Linked DNA regions of Zea mays: region 1 is linked to region 2. The links are chromatin contacts, called in public Hi-C maps. All regions are on one chromosome and are shown on one strand. Each heading gives the region's core, a stretch centred on a gene start, on an enhancer-like site or on the middle of the called end of the contact. The rest is flanking DNA. Distances are from core to core; before and after follow the strand shown. Region 1 holds the start of LOC100283225. Region 2 holds the start of LOC100281696 (EDS1-like protein).

Evidence for each region. A called contact is a pair of places that touch in the nucleus more often than the background predicts.
Region 1: a Hi-C map of leaf shows a contact between it and region 2, with 8 times the contacts expected there. The contact joins the promoter of LOC100283225 here to the promoter of LOC100281696 in region 2. A contact is called at or near these places in 5 of 25 Hi-C or Micro-C datasets (bundle sheath, ear, leaf and 1 more).

Annotation. Positions count from the first base shown.
Region 1 is chr2:183,877,218-183,882,307 of Zm-B73-REFERENCE-NAM-5.0, forward strand. It overlaps LOC100283225, which reads left to right and starts at 2,290. Exons shown (of 7, transcript NM_001156127.2): 1 at 2,290-2,585; 2 at 3,979-4,124; 3 at 4,349-4,567; 4 at 5,062-5,090. The coding sequence starts at 2,510. LOC103647399 reads left to right here. Exons shown (of 4, transcript XM_008671942.2): 2 at 1-1,288; 3 at 1,362-1,604; 4 at 1,680-2,007. The coding sequence starts at 120. The coding sequence ends at 1,797.
Region 2 is chr2:183,659,304-183,664,651 of Zm-B73-REFERENCE-NAM-5.0, forward strand. LOC100281696 (EDS1-like protein) reads right to left here and starts at 3,262. Exons shown (of 3, transcript NM_001154616.2): 1 at 2,750-3,262; 2 at 312-1,076. The coding sequence starts at 3,127.

The DNA.
Region 1 (5,090 bases), core at 1,040-3,539, 220 kb after region 2:
CCCAAAGGTTGGTATTGACTGGGACGCACTTCAAATTGTTGAGAGGCAAGATGAGGAAGGTAGGATAGAAATTGTTGATGATGACAGAATGTATGAGTTGATCGGTTTGAGAGCTGAGGATGAGGAAGGCTGGTGAAGCTTTAAAGATGCAAGAGGGTGATGATAATTGGGTATGGTTCATGAGCCAACTGAAAAAGGCAATAGGAGATCTTCCATTGCTTGCTGTATGTACAGATGCATGCAAAGGGTTAGAAAATGCAGTAAAACTTGTTTTCCCTCAGGCTGACCAAAGAGAATGCTTTAGGCATCTAATGCAGAATTTTGTTAAGAGGTTTGGAGGTGACATATTCTCTAAGATGTACCCTACAGCTAGGGCATATAGGTCAGAAGTTTCACAATTCTTTTACAATCAAGTTGTGGAAGCTTCCCCAGATGTAAAGAAATGGCTAGATACTTACCACAAGCTGAAATGGAGGAGGAGTCAGTTTAATCCTGCCATCAAGTGTGATTATGTCACCAACAATCTAGCTGAAGTCTTCAACAACTGGATTAAAGATTGGAAGGACCTTCCAGTTGTTGAGCTTGCAGACAAGTGTAGGGAGATGATAATGGTGTTGTGGGAGAAAAGGAGAAGAATTGGAGATAAACTTAATGGGAAGATCTTACCTGCTGTTTTACAACAATTGAAGGCAAGGACCAGAGGCCTAGGGCATCTATCAGTGACAAAGGCTGGTTTTTTCTCTGCACAGGTTGAGGACAACACAAACACTCACAACAGACATGTAGTGAAGTCATACTTGCATGAGTGTACATGCCTAGAGTGGCAGCACACCGGCAAACCTTGTCCACATGCATTGGCTTTGATTACAGCACAGGAGAGTGTGGATGTCGAATTGGAAGATTTTGTGCATGAATTCTACTCTGTACAAAGGTTCAAAAATGCATATAAGAGAATAATTGAACCACTACCTGATAAGTCTCAATGGCCAACAGTGGATCTGCCCTATGCGGTTGCTGCACCACTTGACAAGAGAGGTAAAGGAAGGTATAAGAAACTAAGAATTAAGAGTTGTTTGGAAGGTGGGAATAGCAAAGGGAAAAAAGTAGCTACAGAGAAAGGCAAGGAAGCTGACAAGAATGCAGTACTAGAAGCTGACATGGAGGGTTCAAACCAATCTGAGAAGGGGAAAAGGAAGATGATTAGAGGCAAAAGAAAGTGCAAAAGATGTGGAGAATTAGGTCACAGTGAAACTAGCTACAAGTGCCCATTGAACGGAACAAAGAAAAGGTAAGTGATGAAATGTCTAATTTGAACGTGTGCACTGTTATATTTGTATCTAACTGTGCTGTCCAACTTGTAGGAAGAGAAAGCCTCGCATGAATAGAACAAAGTATGGGGATAATGCCAAAATCCCCAAAACTCGACTTCAACGAAGTGTCCAAGGTCAAGGTGCTGTCCAAGGTGAAGCTAATGTCGAACTTGAAAGTGTTCAAGATCATGGTGTTGTCCAAACTGAAGCTGATGTCCAACTCGAAGTTTCTCTTCCGGTTACACCAACAAGGGAGTCTATTTTACAGGACAGCCCAATCAGAGTCACTAGGAGGTAAACATATCATTACGATTATGTTGCATCAAGTCATTGTTGTCTCATTAAATTACTGGTCTTTATTTTTTTCAGTCGGCTTGCTATGCTACTGGGAGATGGACAGATTGATATCCAGTCACCTCCCAAGACTACAACTCCTAAGAAGATGCTAGTGAAGAAGCTCACACCAAGGAAGCTGAAGAAAATGTGACAAGATTGTAATAACCTGCTGATTTCTATGTTATCTAAGATTTTAGTAAGCTAGTGTTAGAAGTGAACCTTGTTATGCTATCAGATGAACTATATTTGGATGGATATCGTAGTTATTTTGAACCTTGTTATGCTATCAGATAAATTGTGTTCTTTCTGAAACTGTGTTCATTCAGTTAAGAATGGGAAACTGTGTTCTGAATTTCTTAAACTGTGTTCATTCAGTTAAGATCGACTACTTTTTCACTTTGATGTTTCCCTGCCCCTCGCTGTTCATTCAGTTCTGAATTTCTGGAGCTTGCCCTGGTGCGTGCGTGCTGGAGCTTGCCTGGTGCGTGCAGGAGCTTGCCTTGTGCTTGTCGTGGGAGAGGATGAGAGGAGGAGATAATGGCTGAGAGAACAGAGAGGAGCCTGGTTTGGTGTGGTGCGGTACAGAGAGGAGGAGAAAACGCGAGAGACAGAGAACAGAGAGGAGCTGTTTTAGTTTAGGGGTAAAATAGTCCAATTAGTTGATACTTTATCAAATAACCCCCTAAATGGCATTTTATCTGTAATCCAGTGTTTGAAAATGGCGTAATAACGAAGCGTGTTCTCATAATGGCATTCGAGCGAATCCGTAGTTTGATAATGGCATAAATCCAATTTTCTCCTCCACCGAGCCGGCCGAATCAAATCGAACCGCGGGCAGCGCGCACGCGCAGCGACTGCCGGCGATGGCGAGCCTCACCCTGCCGCCGGCGCCCCCCAACCCACGCCAGGACGCCATCGACCTCCACAAGGCCTTCAAAGGTGCGCGCTACTTTCCCCTCGGGTTCCAGCTCAAATTTCCGTCTGCCCCACGTTTCGTCGGGGTCCGCCACGGCTCTGTTGTTCGGTTTTCGTTTTCGGTCACATATCGTGGCTGAATGAACAGGGGATTATGCTAATTGATACGGGGGCGGAAAGCGCCGTTGTTATTTGGTTGCGTGGCGGTTGCCTTCCGCGCATGCGATTTCGGGGATGTGTCCGGGAGCTGGACGAAGCTAGAGTAGCAGAGTTCGCTGTTCCAGGGGGCTGGCTGGACTGAGTTCAGATGGCAGATGGGCAGGTGGTCGAGGAGGGTTCTGGTTATTAGAGGCTTTACATAGGCTACTCCCTATTTCACCTCTTTATCTCACTCCCTACTTCAAACAGCCTTCCCATTCCACCTCTTCTTATCTCACCCCTACTCCAAACTCAACTGTGCAGTCTACAGTGTTTTACACGGCCACACGCTACGCTGAGTACGGATGAAGTTATTGCGGTGATCAAGACATTTTTTTTGTTTTATCTGCCTACAACTACAATTTGAGGTCAAGTGTGTAGTGGATTAATATAAGGGCAATCCACGTGTGAGTTCCAGCCTTGAATAGTCTGTTCTTGGGTCAACTAGCACAATTCTGTTAGTGTAGGCGCCATAGACCATATGTCTATTAGTATACAGTGGCTGAGTGAAATGCATAGTAACTATAAGGCTCACATATAAGTTTCACATATATTAGAATTTCTTTTTAAAGAAAGCATGGTGTTGTTTTACATGCTCTAATATTTATGACTAAACAATATCTTAAGAGTGCACCGCACCAACTGCCCAAACAAAAGACAAAAAACCAGTTCAACTGCTTCTAGACTTGGAGGAATTTATTTGTTACTGACATGTATAACCCCTCTGCTCTTTTCTGTTTAGGGCTTATTTTGATTCTTGGCTAGTTGCGCCATAATTTGTCTTAGATTAGTCGGCCAAATTAAAGAACTAACCTTAGGGAAAAAAAGTTAGGCAAACTAGGACAAACTAGGGAGGGCGCGAACCAAACAGACCCTTAGTATTTTTGACATTTTATGGCTTAGAGATGTGAATTTTACCATTATTGTAACTTTATATAAAAATGTGATTATGTGATCTCTTATATTTTTATCAACAAGATTCAAAATTGTTGTTTACAGTGAGTTTGGTTTGATATGCTTGAATGGCGACAACTGCTGTCTACAAGTTAGCATGAATTGTTGAACTTAGACATGTAATTGATTTCCAGTAATTGAGTGTTGTGCATGCTTTTATGCTTTTACTTAAATATCAAAGCCTTTTCCCATTACTGACTTGCAGGAGGTGGTCACTAAACACACTGACTTTCTTTATATTGTGCCTTGGTTGATGGTTGTCCAGGGTTTGGATGTGACAGTACAACAGTGATAAACATACTTACTCATCGCGATTCGGTGCAGCGTGGACTCATTCAACAGGAATACAGGGCTATGTATCATGAGGAACTCTCCCACCGTATTTCATCTGAACTCAGTGGAAACCACAAGGCATGAAAAGTTCTTGAAGGATTGTTCTCTTTATTAAATAATCAAATCGATAACCTAGCTGTAACAATATGTTTATTCAACTGTACCACATATTCACCAATGAGAACTGATGATTTGAATCAATTAGCTAAAAATGTGAACTTGTGCTGCTTCAATCATGAGTTTATGTTTAATTTATCAAAATCAGTATTTTAATATTTTAACTTCGTTTCATGTCGCTCTAGAAAGCTATGTCGCTGTGGATTCTTGATCCTGCTGGACGTGATGCAACTGTTTTGAGAGAAGCTCTAAATGGTGACACTATGGATCTGAGAGCAGCCACTGAGATTATATGTTCCAGGACACCATCACAGTTGCAAATAATGAAACAGACTTATTATGCTAGATTCGGTACTTATCTTGAGCATGACATTGCTCACCACACATCCGGTGATCACCAGAAGGTCCTGATCCTTATTACATAGAGTATCTGCCTTACATTCGTTCTACTTGATCTCATGCATCGTGATACATGAAAGATGTTTAAATTAATCACTTTTTATTCAACTTTTAGTATTACACTGTCCGGCATTAGGAAGGTGAATATTTGGCTATAATTCCTTTGGAACAACTTCCATGTGCTGCAAAATGACTGCATAATCTGCCATTATGAGTAATGTCTGAGATATCCTCACATCTAATCTGATGTCTGTATTGTATAAGACTAAGGGAATGCCCATTCTTCATTAACATATTGCAATTACTGATGTGAAGTTGCTTCAATTGCTTTTCTGTAGTCATTTATGCCTTTTACCGAATGCACACAGATATCTGTAGCATGAACTTCATGTGATGTGTGCCAATCAGTACTTTTTATAAGTTCGTAGTTAATATATTTTCAAATTTAAATTGCACTTTTTTCTGCCAGAAGAAATTAATGATATAATGTATATTTCAGCTTTTACTTGCATATATGGGGATTCCACG
Region 2 (5,348 bases), core at 2,012-4,511:
TCCACATTCGAATGTATAATAATGAATGTAGACATACATACAAATTACATTCATAGGTTAATTAATGAATGCATGTTTAGTCTAAAACGAACTATATTTTACAACGGATGGAGTATGTTACAATGTAAGATAGGATAGAAAATGTTTGTGTTAGAGTACAGTACAGCAGACGGTCAATGACAACTTTACTGGTTTGCAACTATCAAGACTGACTTCCCGAGATGAACGCATGATCAGTACTGTGAAGGAAAAGCAAAATACTTGCCAAATAAAGGAGTTGTGTGTGTTGGGGGGGGGGGGGGGTTGATTACCAGTTCAATGCTTCCAAGGGCCACTCTGCCTGCCTGCCTACCAGGAACAGCTGATGAGATTGTTCCCAGGTAATCCACACAAACTATATCCTGTATGCAGTATTTAATTGGTTCGTACTGCCAGTGAGCACTTAAGCTTCTAGCAGCAGCATCAAGCAGTTGTTGCTGGGGATCCAACTGAAGGCAGTAGAATAACAACTGCAGTACAGCATCTGAATTTGCGAGAACAATCAATTGCTCACTGCTTGTCAAGAAATGATAAGTCCCACAAGGTCTGTAAGGGGAGAGGTCAATGAAAGAAGTCAATGTCCCCAGGATGGAGCTGGTACATCCCATGAAAGAACAGGCCTCATAACTGGCAATAGATAGTGTGCTTCTCAATAAAGTTTCATAATATTCAGGTATAACAAGGGACCTCCCAGCAGGAGAGTTGTTTGGCGTCTGAGAAGATAACCGATCCAGAACAGCTTGAGTTTCTTCTCTGAAGGATGCAAGTGGAGTCAGTGGTATGCGTGGGACAATGTCTAGTGGAAGAAGGAAATGCAAAATACACTGTGACCAGCCCTCTCTTTTAACAGCATGATTGAAGATATTGTCTCCAATAAGGGGAGCCCCAAAGGTCACACAAAATGGATGTGCTTGATTAACACTTCCTCGTCTGGTGCACTTCTCAAGAAACCATATAGCAGCAAGTGTGGCTATTGAACCTCCTGATGAATGGCCTGTGAATACTACACGTTTCTCCTCCGCAACAGCTCTTGATACCTGTATTTGCAAGGAAATAATTACACTTTATGTTTCCTTTGTTGAAAACAGAGTAAAACCAAAATCCATATCTAATTTATAATTTGAAGACTACCATTTTCAATTTGGAACATCAATAGTCTATACACCATGGTATAGAAATAGTAATGTTATGAAATATGCTACGGAACTATGGAGATCACCCATAAGAAAGGTGGAAGGGAACAGAAATCATGAATTTTTTGTGTATATGTCAAATAATGCAATATATCATAAAAACGACACATGAAACACTAAGCACCAGGATGGTTGGAGCTGGAGCATCAAAGTGGTAATGTTATGAATATGCTACGGAACTTACCTGTCTGAACGTTTACTAGTTCCTGGAATCTCATCACCTCCCCTTATGTATTTTATAAGCTCAAGTGACACAAAAAAAAGGACAGGAAAAATTGAATATTTGCTAACATATTTGCATACTCTACCTACATGGCTGTAACTTACCTAGATGCAAACATGCTGCGCCACCGTTTTATGAGATGTAATTATATAAATATGTTTCACTCAGACTGGCTGCTTTATTTGCAACTGCGTGACTTTTTTTACGGTTTCTGCTATCCTGTCCGTGTCAAGAGATCTGGGTTATTTAATGTGAGCGAAAATGTTTTTCTTTCTTTTTTCTCCAACAACAATAGGTGAAATCAAAATTTTGCTAAAGAAACATCATGTCAAAGACCAGCCAGAAAACATACGCTTGGTGGCATCCACTACAGCAAAGGAAACACACAAGTATAGCTTTATCTCCAATCTCATACTGCTGACTAGCTCAATATCAACCAACATACTAATACATGACCAGACATATTTGATACTCCCTCTGTTCATAAATAAGGTGTACAATATTTTGTTTTTAGAAAGTCAAACTTTACAAATATTGACCAACATTTCTTTAAACTGCATCCATGTTGCATGTATAAAAAATGTGTCAGCAAAATACTTCTAATGCTTGTTGATTTGTAGCAATTAACAATTCGGTCGATGAGGAATCAATGGTCAAAATCTACTTTTTGATGACTTCCTCATTCTACAACATGCCTTGCATTACTAGATGAGGGAATATTTCAATACAGCAGAAACGGCAGCCACTGGATCTTTAAGAGGATGTTTGAATGCACTAGAGCTAATAGTTAGTTGGCTAAAAAAACTAGTGGAATTATCTAGCTAACAAATAGCTATCTAACTATTAGTTAATATGCTAGACTGTTTGCATGTATTCAACTAATTTAGCAGCTAACTATTATCTCTAGTGCATTCAAACATGGCCTAACACACCTTGATCTTAAAACTTTAACCCATGTATACTTAGGGCTTGTTTGTGTACATGGGGATTGGAGGGACTGAGGGGCATATAATCACTTCTATTTAATTTTGACTAGCAAGGGATCGATTCCCTCCAATCCCCATACATTCATAAGGATTGTTTGGGAGAATTTGAATAGCGATACAATTTTAGCCCCTCCAATCACTTCCATTCCCCTTACTCCCAAATATGCTCTAAGTGTTTTGGGAAGGAAACAAGTTTCAAAACTACGCTCTTAGGGCAACGACTGTTGTGCAAAATAACTGTGCAACAAGTAATATAATTTCCTTTAGCAGCAACAGTATCTGGTCACAAAAATTCAAATAGATGCTACCTCGGACTGGAGCGTCGATCCGTCGAGCAGCCGACGGAAGTTCCCGAGGAAGGCGGCGTTGGTGCGCGCGGGGATGCCGCTCCCGACAGCGCGGAGTGACGGGAACAGGGCCGGGTCCACCTCGGCGTCCCCGAACGGCGGATGGCCGCCATCGCCTCCCATCCAGTCGGCAGCGGACCAGGAGGGCGGGAAGACGAAGGCGGCGCAGGGGTAGGGGTGGGACGCATGGTGTACCTGGAAGGAGGAGGCGGAATGGGTAGTGGCGGCGGCGGCTGTGGGGGAGCTGGAGGGGAAGGAGAGCGTGGCGCAGTGGGCGACGAGCAGTCGGTCGTCTTCGGACAGCGACGCTGCGTTCGGCGGCGCGGAGTCCGTCGGCATCGGGAGGGGTTGGGCCGGACTGGGAAGAGTCAAAGTGGAGAGCTTAGAGGCCGGCGTGAGAGGCGTGGAGGGGATGCTCGCCGGTGGTGCTGGGTCTAGGGGCGTGGAGCTGAGAGGGAGGAGGAGGTTGTCAGCAGTGCTGGGACCTGGGAGCGTGCCGATATGGAAGAGCGAAGACTTGAGAGAGAGGAGAAGAGTTCGTTGGAAGAGCCGAATAATAGGATACATGGTGCTACCAGGTGCATGGTCACGATAGTTAAAAATTAGTATAAAATATAGATACAGAACAAAAAATATTACTATAACTTGCAGGTGCTACCAGGTGCATGGTCACGATAGTTAAAAATTAGTATAAAATATAGATACAGAACAAAAAATATTACTATAACTTGCAAATTCTATGTGGTAAAATATCATCGCAACACTAATATTATATTGACGATAAAATATATAATATAGTACAATGTTCGTACGTTGCAATGACGATACAATAAAATGTTAGTGTACAGTAATTATGTAAAAACAAACATATATGACCATGGCTTCGTGCAAATGGCGACACAAGAAAAAACTAACACATATGACCATGGCTTCATGCAAATGGCGACGCAAGGAAGGACCAGGTAACTATGCACGCTCAATAATCAACACTAGTAGCTTGCTCGCGCTTTGCGCGAGCGTTCTGACAATTGTTTATTTAAACAATCAATTGGATATGTAAACAGTAAGCAAAAATGGCATTGTATATTTATATAAGCAATATATAGGTCTATTTATATACATGGAAGCAGATACATAGTATGAAAATTGTGTTTAGGAATTTGCAAAGTTTTTTAGATAGATTCAGTGGATGTGGACCTGTGGTGAATATAACGTTTTGACTTGACGTGTTGTACTTATTTATTTTACAACAAAAAATATCTTTTCGTGTAAGTACTTACTTATGTAAAAAGAAAATATTGTCGTGTAGGATGAACAAATAGATGATGTGGCCTCTAATCTGGCCCATACTGGGGAAAACTTGATACAGGAGTTTTCTGGAAACATATGTCAATGATACAATATGTAATTGTTTGTGCAAAACATTTGCTTCGTTGGGACACACTAACTTTATTTAAACGACTGTGGTTGTAGTTCGATGATACACACTAACTTTGCTCACAACTAATAAAGTGATGTGGTCTTTTCATAATATTTCTTGAAAGTTCAAACCTTTTGTTTACATCACGTTTGACGGGACAAAATCGCCCCCACTTAGGAGAGATTACTATTCCCAGAAAATAACTTCTATGTAAATATATTTACTTCTCGTACTGTTTCAAAATCTAAGACGCTTGATTTTTATAGGTTCATAGTTTTGTTTGTGTGACTTTCATTAGCTGTCATCTGACAAAAATCACACTGATGCAATAACAAATTTCAATTGTATAGATGATGGAATACAGCTTGAGGAGTCGATTGATGCAACTGAAACAAAAACAAAGCAAAGTAATAGAAGGAAAATAGATGAGGGTGGGGTTGGGGGCACGCTGCCAGGTCCTTTGTTCAACTGAGTCAGCTAACATCATGAGTATATTTGCAGTACTGAAAAGTTGGAAGGTAGAAATGTAGGATCCAAAACAACATCCTTGCATCCGGACACCTGGTGACACACTACAAAAAAAGGTCACTATAACGTGGCAAATAAAATCAAGCATTGTGCGTGCTTTCTCGTATTGAATTGATCACTGACATGATCTGGAAATAACATCGCTGGCTCCTACTAACACCATCCATCATCAGATGTAACAGTGTCATGCGGCAGTGTGATTGAAGCTCCGGGAGTACTGTTCATTATGCAGTAGAGAGATACACAAACGCACATACACTAACTAAGAAAACACCTGTAAATCAGGATCACTAAAGCAATTACTTGCCTGTAACTAACCAGAAATCGGAAAAAGAATAAGAACGTTAGTAACAACTGGACAAAACAATCAAAGAATCGGAACTTTAGTTCTGCTTCCCCCGCTATTTCCAACCACTGATCCGAGGTGATCCGGCATTGGCATTGGCGTTGCTGAGACACGATCAGTGAGCCTGACATCAGCTCAGCCCCTCCCGCCAGGGCACTGGTCGATTAGCCGTGTGTTCTTCAACCCGGCCTTGATCAGGCACGGCGCGTACACCGGCGGCACCATGCAGTTGTGCATCAGGCAGAGCAGGGCCGTGGAGGGGAGCG